Linked DNA regions of Gossypium arboreum: region 2 is linked to region 1. The links are chromatin contacts, called in public Hi-C maps. All regions are on one chromosome and are shown on one strand. The core of a region is the stretch at or near the end of the contact, and the rest is flanking DNA. Distances in the headings are between cores, read along the strand shown.

Evidence for each region. Hi-C and Micro-C count contacts between places; a contact is called where the count stands out from the background.
Region 2: a Hi-C map of leaf shows a contact between it and region 1, with 5 times the contacts expected there. The contact joins the enhancer-like site here to the promoter of LOC108453493 in region 1. A contact is called at or near these places in 3 of 5 Hi-C or Micro-C datasets (all in leaf).

What each region holds. Positions count from the first base shown.
Region 1 is chr5:65,589,975-65,595,362 of ASM2569848v2, forward strand. It overlaps LOC108453493 (fructose-bisphosphate aldolase 3, chloroplastic), which reads right to left and starts at 2,362. Exons shown (of 6, transcript XM_017751619.2): 1 at 1,993-2,362; 2 at 1,138-1,407; 3 at 939-1,048; 4 at 692-782; 5 at 155-424. The coding sequence starts at 2,157.
Region 2 is chr5:65,766,222-65,771,609 of ASM2569848v2, forward strand. No RefSeq gene overlaps it. Among protein-coding and RNA genes, the nearest start is that of LOC128293237, 2.9 kb to the right of the region's middle. Within about 2 kb of position 2,765, at least 2 of the 2 cell types and tissues checked have an H3K27ac peak or open chromatin away from gene starts, as enhancers often do. A contact at or near this core is called in leaf, where this site is marked.

The sequences.
Region 1 (5,388 bases), core at 1,112-3,611:
TATCAACCTCACAGTCCACATCAATGGGGAAAGTAACTGAATTCCATATGTGATCTTTTTCTAGAAATAAATAAATAAATAAATAAAAGTGAAAAACTAAATCTGAGAACATCAAACAAATGGAGGCTAAATGTGAAAAAGGATCTTTAGGTACCATGATTCCTGGAACAGCTGGTGGAACTCTCCTTTTCAGCATTGTGAGCGTATATTTTGCAATAGTCTCAGGATTAGCCCTCTCCTTGTGTTCAGCTCCTGGGGTTACCATACTGGGCTTGAGTAAGATGCCCTCAAATATAACATTGTTCTCAGCCAAGTAGTAGAAGACTTCTGCCCAAACTTTCTCAGCTACTTCAAGAGTCCTCTCAATAGGGTGATCACCATCCAGAAGAATCTCGGGTTCCACTACTGGCACAAGACCATTGTCCTGGGTATTAATTCACATTAATATACAATTGAGCTCGATACACAAACCAACTACAATATAAAATAAGAGCATGTACCGGCAAAAGTAGCCAACACATAACTCATGTCAAAATTTGACTAGGCAATAGAAAATTAATCTAATTGCCATTCACAGAATGAAGCAAACTGGTTTCTAGAATTCCAAAAACTTCAAAGTTGAGTAGGGAAATAACAAGCCTTGCAATTGGTTTAGCAAGTTATAAGAAACTGATAAAATGTGATACAATACCTGAGAAATGGCAGCATAACGTGCAAGTCCCCATGCAGCTTCCTTAACAGCCAGAGAAGAAGGACCACAAGGAATGCTAACTACCGTTCTCCTGAGTAATTTAACAGTATAACATTTCGTGAATGAGAAATGTAATATACATGTATGTATGTATGTGTGTATATATATATATAAAGGTGTTATAAACCAATCAGAACTTCAACTTAAACTTCATAAGGCACAAGTTAACTACATAAAATTGACTTACCACTTGGCAAATCGAGCACCTTGTTTGTAGTACTCGGCAGATCTTGATGACAATCCATCCAAGCCTTGGCACCAAGATTCATTGTTTGATCCAGGTAGAGGAACCAAACCCTAAAACACGTGAATATAAAAGATTGAGTTAATGAGTACCATCAAAAGAAATTCACACGCATATAAATGTAGAAATTCAGTAGTGTCACCTTATCTACTTTGATGCCAGGTACGATTTTCTGGTCGTGCAAGACATCAACAAACTTCTTCCCATCTGTAGTTGACTGGTAAAGTGTTTCCTCGAAAAGAATGGCACCGGAAATATATTCTCCGAGGCCAGGAGTTGTGAGCAGAAGCTGTCTGTAAGCCTGGCGGTTGGGTTCAGTATTGTCTAAGCCAATAGAAGATAATCTCTTCCCACATGTTGCATTCGATTCATCAATTGCCAGTATTCCACGACCAGGTGAAGCAATAGTTTTCTACACCATAGAAAGAAACAAATAAAAAACAATTTATCACAGTTTCCTTTCATCAGGCAACTTCGCCAACCCAAAAATTCTCTCATATAATTCTCCATTCATCGATTCAAATTATGATTGCAAATCGGTCACAGTTTCAAACGTAATAAATATTGTTGCGATTAATTGCAGTAAATAACGAAAGTAATATTGTGCTGCAGCCGGCTATTTAAAATTTTAAATCTCCATGTCTCCATCAAGCATCAATGAAAAAGAACAGCTATAATGTCCCTAGTTAAAGGAGTCATAAATCAAACTTCGTATTTAGAAAGGAATTCCATCAATATCTTAAAGCTTCCTGTAGTCATGGAAAGACACAGAAAACCAGAATTTTTATATATGAAAACAAATACTAATATATAAAATAACGAAATCATATTTTTATAATTATTTCATTGCAGATGCAACTGATTTACAAGTAAAACTGAATCACTAATTGGATTTCATGACTAATGATAGATCTTTAGCCAACAAAAAAAAATTCTAATAAAAAATCATATGAAATAATCTAGTCAAAACATAAAAGAGAACAAAGAAAACACTAACGGCGGTTTTGATGAGTTCGTCGGTGTAAGCGCCAGCACGGATCGGGAGTGAGACTCTGCGAGTGGCGAGCCGAGCGGATGATCCGGAGCGTTGAGGGAGAGACTGCTGGCCACCGATCCAAGAGGATGACGGCGCGTTGAGTTTAGCGAAGCTAACACAAGCCATGGCGGGGCAATGAAGAAGACAAATCGGGAAAGAGGACGGGAGGGGAGTTCGATTATTACAAAGAAAAGGGCAGGTGGGTTAGGTGGGGAGAGGCTTAGGGTCACGTTTAGGTTGTTGTTTTTATATATACTGTTTTTGCCTAGGAAAATCCGGAAGTGGGGAGTTGAATGTTTACGATGAGACAGAAACACGCGGCGTTACCAAACAGTTCTTTATAATCCCACATTTACTACATTGCCCACTTTGATTTTACCCTTTCAGTCTTTGTCCTTTATCTTTCATTTTGGACCTTTTACCCTCAAATTTAACATTTCACTTTAATATTTTGCAAAATACTTCTACAGCTTTTATTATCTTGTATAAACTGTAAAAATAGTTACTTACTAAGTTTATGTTTTGGTTATTTAATTTTAATTTATTATAATTTAACTATTAATATTATTATTTTGTAACATTTTAATCACTATATCGTTATCAACCATTAAAGGTTAACGAAAATCACACTTGGTACATTTTTATTGTTAAATGTTGACGGGTTATCCACATCAATGCCACATAATTAAATACATCTTACATCTTTTTTTAACCTTTTGATTACTTTATTCCCTTTTCCAACTTGGACTTTTTTTTTCTACTTTATCCAAAATGAAACCTAGAGATCCAATCTTAACTCCATCTTAACCACCATTCGAGACTATACTCTTAATCTTGATAAATATACTCCATAACCTAACCTAAACCGAGAACCAATAACCATACGCATTCCTACGATCAACTAAATCAAACCCACCAACAAACATCATCGCCTCCATTGTTGACCAACATCATTTGAGACATCCCATACCATCTCTTTACCTATTAAAACCCTAAATTAAGAGGATTAACTCTCATCTAGTTAACCATAAGAGAAGAAGTGGAAAAAATGGAATTCGCCAAGCAAGTTCGATTCTTTGCTTTAATTTTTTTCTCTTATTTATAATTTATTTTTAAATACCTATTTATAATTTCTTGATCCTATGAAAAAATCCCACACAAAATCCCGATTTCAACCAATAATCTTAGGTATTATATTTCAAGTTTACACATAAATAGTTACTCGTACAACAATATAAGCTTTCAAGAATAATTAAATAATTCAACCCCTATTATGTGTAACAAATCAATTTTTAGTGGTGTCAGAAACAACGATTTTGAAACCTCATTCTCACAAATCGAGTTCGTAAATATTAATATTTAATATTTACGAGGCTAGTATGGAAATATATTAAAGTTTGGTTTAGTACATTTGTTGAATTGATAGTTAATTAAGGTAGAAGGACTAAATTGTAAAAGTTTATCGCTATAAATTTTTAAATAGCCAAAGCACTAGATATGTAATTAGACCATTTCTAAATGGCCAAACGGTGGTGGATGATGTTAGAGTCCACTCACTTGGGTTAATTATGCTTAAGGCTTAAATTGATTAAGGTTAAGTAAATAAACTAGGTTAATTAATTTTAATCAAAGTAAGAAAGACAACTTAGTGATTGTCATCTTTATTTTTCTTCTTCTTCCTCTCGAATGTACACCAAAGAAAACCTAGAGAAAGTCATTTACAAACCTCTAGTATTTGACCCTTATTTAGGTATGATTTTTAAGTCACTTTCTTGCAATTTTATGTTTTTGAGGTTATAAGAGTTGATTTAGCTAGCCTATGTACCAATTTGTAAAAACTTTAAAGTTTCTGAAAGTTTCCATTGATTATTTCTTAAATAAACTGATGTTAAATTGATAGATTTTAAGCTTAGGTGTGAAAAAAGGACTAGATTGTAAAGTTTATTTACTAGTTTGTCAAAAAGAACTAATAAATTGAATTTTTTATGTGAAATTTTTGTAATTATAGATATTAAAGGGCCCTAAAAGGATGTAATTGAAATAGGGTTCGAAACCAAAGTTCAAAATTGAAAACTGTGGCAATTTTGGTATTATGGACTAAATTGACTAAAATGCAAAAAATTAGAGACATTCGAAAAATGAAATTTAACTAGTTCATGAATATTAGGAGATGACTAGTTCATGAATATTAGGAGATGTTATAAAATGATTGATATCGATAAATTGAATAGAATAATTGTATAGATTGATAAATGAACCAAATCGAAGATAATCGGGGAAAAGCAAAAATTGTTGATTAATCCTTAAAAACTCCTTTATTTGTTGTTTTACCTGGTAAGTTCATACGGAACTTACTATTTTATTTGATGCTAGGTTGAATTATGTTTATTTTGCTTATCAGTTTATATAAATGTTAAATTGGTGATTTTGGCATCATATGGACTGAATTGTAAAAGTATGAAATTGTGGTTATTATGAATTGGTACGAAGTACCTATATGAATATTGAATGTTTACAGGATTTGTATAAAATATGTACACTGATTCAAGGATTGAAATGATATGATTACGATAGTGATGCTCATGTGAACTTAGTAAAAGATTAGGATACATATGGTCTGCTATTAGGGTCAAATAGGAATTGATCAGGGATTTACATGATTATATGAGATCCAACATTTGTTGCGGATTCTCGGTTTATATGTATCTTTGGTTTAGGCTAGACTTGAAACCTTAATATGATGTTAGCTTATGTGAGAAAATTCATAAATGTCAGCTTGTGTGAGCAACCTTGATCATTGTCGGCTTGTATGGAAATATAGCCTTGTGTATCTGAGTTCGATTTACTAATGTTCCCTTAGGTGAAAATGTAACCTAATGGAAATGGAATTATTGAAATGGATTGAATATGAATTGGATTACATATGTTTTCAAATTGATTATAAAATGGTTGTTGCATGTTACTCAATTGAATTGTTGTATAAGATTTGTGTTATAAGTTCTTGATAGATAAATTGACTACCCATTGGTTTTATATGATGATTTGCATATGATACTACAAAGTATGCTAAAGGATGCCAATGTGTTTAAAATGTTTAGATTGTTGAAATGTTAAGGTAAGTTAAGTAAATTTGATATGGACTTACTAAGCATTCAAAATACTTACTCTGTTGCTTCTCTTTCCTTATAGATTGCCAACTTGCGGAACGTGTCAAGTGAATCATCCAGAAGCTCTCACCATCATATTTTTAAATTTTTAACCTCTTGATCGTTTAATGTTCAGAATTGTGGCATTTATATAGGTGTTATGTATTTGTTAACCATGAATGTTGATATAGCTTGAAACTTAGTTTATGCA
Region 2 (5,388 bases), core at 1,515-4,014, 180 kb after region 1:
GATCACTATCACTATCGACCTCTTGATCATAAGGATCACTACTATCATATCCATCATCACCAACCACATCAGTATCAGGGGCAATATTAAGACTGATATCGATCCCACGTATAATCGATTCACTATCAATGTACGATATTGGAGCCACCATACACGGTTCTTGAGCTCCATGTTCTTCACCATATTCAGTGAAATCTTTAGTTGGCTCCACACTAGCTAACTCAGCAAATAAGTGAATCGATGCATTTTGATTACTCCGATTCCCACAATAAAAAGTGGTCATTGTCTCCACGTCTTCATCGTCTACAAATTTTATTTCGGTGAATTTGATGGGATCTGTCAAAACTGGAAACTTGTAAAAAAGTTTCGAGATCCTTTTCCCACAACGACTAACAATTTTTGCGCTAATACTTTCCTTCATATCATTGAACGAGACATTTCTATTAAATATCATTGCTATTTTTTGCTGACATTTAAATATACATCCAACGGTTGTTGTCAAGATGATTCCATCGAAATAAACGCATTCGAAAAACTGATTATCCATCTTCAATATTCAATCTGTTAAAAAATAAACAAAAATTCTCAAAACAATTTCGAACAGCATAAAAATACTTACATAAAAAAATTAATGAATGAAAGAGACCATTTCTAACAATATCATATTTATTGTCATTTTGAACAATATCTATGACAAAAATATTTTCAGATTTATCTATTTTTTCTTGTTGTTACACTAACTAACAATTATTTTATAATAGTTATTAACATAAAAACTTTCAAATATATTAAAAAATTTAAAACATAACATTCACAATAAACATGCCATTAATCTAGACACAAAACTTACTAACAAATCACAATAAATAAAATAACCTTAAAACAAAACATAAAAGTAACACTAAACAAACTATATAATACTAACAAAGTAATTTTTCTTATCATAATCTATTCTATTTGAAAATAACAATAAAAATAATAATACATTTTCTTTCTTCTCTTTTCTTTTTTTCTTCTCTTCTCCCTCTCTTGTTCTGCTATTTTTTTTTTAAACTGATACTTTAAAATTGAGTTGGATGGGGGAGTGTGGGAGGAATATGCTAGGTGTGCCGCCTATCAAATAGGCACCATCAATGACGCCTATCAAATAGGCATCACCAGTGCCACCTATCAGATAGGGGTTACTGGTGTCGCCTATCAGATAGGCACCATACTCTCATACCCCTTATATATTTTTATACCGCGTATATACCTGAATGGACTAAGTGTGCCGCCTATAACTTTGACACCACTACTAAAATATTATTATTTTTAACTAAATTCTGTTAGAATCTAGGGTGGTGCTGCCTATGCACCACCCTCTACCCCTTTGAATGTATAATTTTGGTACATAATTTTTGGAACATTCCATTTCAATATTTTTTAAAAAATATTATATAGGTAAAAAAACCATCATCTAACTGAATTCTTAGTCAATTACGTCACAGAAAAGAAAATATACAAATGGAAGGCAATCTAGAAAACAACTACTCACCAGGTTTGATAAGTTTTAAGTATGACATCAATACCGTTAACTTTTTTTATTACTCTTGTGAATTTAATTAATTTTAAATTTTTAATTTTAAAATTTCATTCCTCAACAAATTATGATTGTTAAATTCATTAAGTTTTGTTACTTCTAAAATCTGATGGGTCAAACATATTATCATATGTGTCATATCATGTTAGTTTATTATCTTCACATATTACTCACTAAAAAAATTAATGGACTAACAATTGTCATTTACGTTAAAATTGAAATTTTAAAATTCACTAAGTACAGGGACTTAAAATGGTCCAATTGTAGAATATGGATAAAATCTACAACTAGTAATTTTAGTTTAACCAAACAAAATTAATTGCTACTATTTAGGGTAGGATTAAAATTTTAAAAATTGAAGAGTACAAGAACTAAAATTAACCAATTAAAAATAAAAAACTAAAATTGATCAAATTTATAATTTTACAAAGTACATCAAGACCATACCACCCGAAATATGGGCCTTAACACCATACAGGTTTAATTTATTTAAGTGTTATATGCAGACCTAAAATGGGCTTTGAGAAGAAAGGCTATTGAAATCCAAAATTCCAAAGCAGGGCTGAGGAGAATCCCTGACTGATTGACAGAAAGGGTCTGAAAATGAATCCTTCACTGCAAAGGGTTTCAGAATTTTTGTTTTTGAAAAAAGAAGACAGCAGCAGTCAAGTCAAGCATCTTTGCTTAGTGATTCCCTTAATGAAAAGGACAAGTCTCACTGCCGTGCATTTCCTTTCTTAGAAATCACCAAGCTTTTATAGGCCAAAACTCATGCCCCTTTTTCTTTTTCCTTCATCTTTTTTATCAGCCAATGATTATGATGGAAAACCAGAAAGGGGGATTGCTATTACTATGTCTTTCAGGCAATTTGGCCTAAACTCAACCAAATGCAAAACCTGAAATTTGCTCCAATTTGATTCTTAACACATTTTCAATCAAAAGATAGATAGAATAAAGAGACGCTGATATTTATAATCTTTTTATCTTTAGTTTCAGCTCATTAGAAAGCAAATTACATGATAGGTGTAAGGAATGCATTCCCAGCAGCATTTTTATCTTTCAAAACTATCCAAACCCCAAAACCAAACCCATAATTTGAGTACAAACCTTATACAAAAGCTAGCTACCTCGTATGCATCTCTTACATCCCACGTTCAAATAAGGGAAAATAAGAAAAAGAAACGTACATAACTCGAGATTAAACAAAGCAGAAACAAAAAATAAAGGTTATGTTCTAAGATTAGAGTCAAGTAAAATCGGACCGCTACCCTCAATTCCCCGCAATGCAACGATGGTGCTAGCCAGCACAATTGCAAAGCCTTGTTTGTTTCTTTTGCCATTCTCTGTCACCCGTATTTAAAAACCAAGCAGTCATGCCACCGGCACCAGCTCCTACCGCCATTTCCCTTATGTTCCCAGCAGATATCAGCAACTCCTTGAGTGCTTCCGGCAGTCATCTTTTAGAATCAATTGCTATGGAAAGAAAAATATATGTAGCGAAAGTTTGTGCTGAAAAAGCAAATATGGCAAAGTAGCTTAGTAAGGAAAAGAGTGTGTGGATATATGCATAGGGGGACAAGGTGGGTCGTATATAAAGGCGAGATCAAAGCTTTTAGCTTTTAGCTTTTTTTTTTTTTTTTTGGTTTTTCTTTGCCTTGAATGTTCTGTGGTAGATTAGTTACCTTAACATCATTATGAGGGTCACGGTAAAATTTTACGCTTTATACTTAATAGTTAAGAGGAGAAAAACGTGTGACATCATATTTAACAAAAAGGAAAGAAAATTTTAAATAATTATGACTGTTATAATAAAATATATTATATTTTTAAGGGAGGATTTTGATTTGAATATTAAAAATATTGTTTGAAGAGACCACATAAACTCTTAAAAGATCTATCTTTGTGGATTGTAAAATAAATTTGGAAGATACTTTAATTTCATAATTTTTTAAAATTGCTTTGTAATTTTACGGGAATTGTAGTGTTGTATGGAGTGGGTGGTTATTTAAAAAATTAGTAGTTTTTTAGGAGGAAGTTTTCTTAAATAAATGTTTGAGATTAAAAAATAAAATATTATATAAAACATTCAAAAGAATACACACGTCTAATAATATATTTAGTTATTTTAAATTTTAAAATTTTTAATTTTTGTTAGATTGAATTAATGTCATTTGGCTTGTGATTTCAAATTTAATTAAGAGTTTTATAATAGTATAGATAAATATAGATAAAAATAATTAAATAACAAAATATGATATTATTAAAAGATAATTAATTAATATATTGTGCAGTTTTTAGACTTAATAAATAGATTAATAATGTAATAAGTGTCACATTTGTTTATATATATATATATATATATATATATATTATTACACCTTAAAATTAAGATTTTACATTTATTAATATACTAATATATCTATACACCAACAATATCAGTTATTTACTATTAGTATTTCTTTTAGAAACAATGCACATAATTTAACTTTTTAACAATGAGCAATATACAGTGAATTATCAATGTATAAATTCATATAATAAATATAATTATTTAATAAAAATGAAAAGGTATAATAATTTGGTTAAAGAGAATGTTGAAATAGTCCTTCCAAGCTAGGGTTAAGGGCATGTTTGTGGGGAATGCAAATAACTCCACTATCTCGAATTCCAAGGCTCTCGGAGTTTTCATATTATTCTCTCATGGACGAGAGAGAAAGTGAGCAGTGATGGGGTTTGTTTGTCTGTGTATGTGAAGTTGGCATTGTTGGCTGCTATTTTATTGAATCGATATTTATATTATAAGTCACACTCAGCTCAAGATTTAAGTCCTAATGGCAAACTTTTTAGTTTTATTACCCTATTATTGAGATTGAGAGTTGGGTATTTGTAGTCTCCACGGCCAGTCATCGCCTGGATTGCTGTGCAGATGTGTATTGGAATCCCACGACCCACCATTGGGTAAAAACACCAACACCAACAACAACTTCGAATATATTTATAATTTGTTTAAAAGCTTGTTTGGATAATGAAATAAAATATAATCGGATGTATCAATCGAGGTTATTAAATTAAAAAGGTATACTATATAATTAATCATTAAATTATAGATAAATTTTCATTTTGGTCGCTTAATTAAAAAAGTTACAATTTAATTATTGAATAATTCGAAACTTTTCATTTAAATCACTTAACTGTTTAAAAGTTTTTATTTAAGCCACTAGGTTATTATTTTTTTTTCAAAATGTTTCATCAACAAGCTCCAAGTGATGATTCGATAATCGATTTGGTAAATTAGTACCCATCGACAAGTAGAAGAACATACCTTAGATCCAAGTCGATTTGACGGGCAATGTCAGAGATCAGAGAAAAAAGTTGTTTGGATTTTGATTTACAGATTTGTGACGTCTAGAACTGTTTCATGAAAAAAAAACTAAATTGTAAAAGAGAAGGGGAAATAGAGCTTTCAATTGATGGATGCAATGCAAATAGAAAAAAACCATATAGCATCGATTTTAACAACTTAATGATTTAAATGAAAACTTTTGAATAATTTAGTGACCAAATTATAACTTTTTTTAGTTAAGTGGCCAAAACGAAAATTTACCCATAGTTTAAAGACTAATGGTCTAGTTTACGTAATTAAAAAGTAGTGGTTTGTATGGTACGAAACAAATATATATAATTAGTTTTTTTTTTATCTCGTGTGATGCACGAGGTTAAGTTGTATATATCAAATTTTAATATTTTATATTTATTTGATAAAAAATTGTTACAAAAATCGTAACATTTCAATAATACTATGTTTGAGA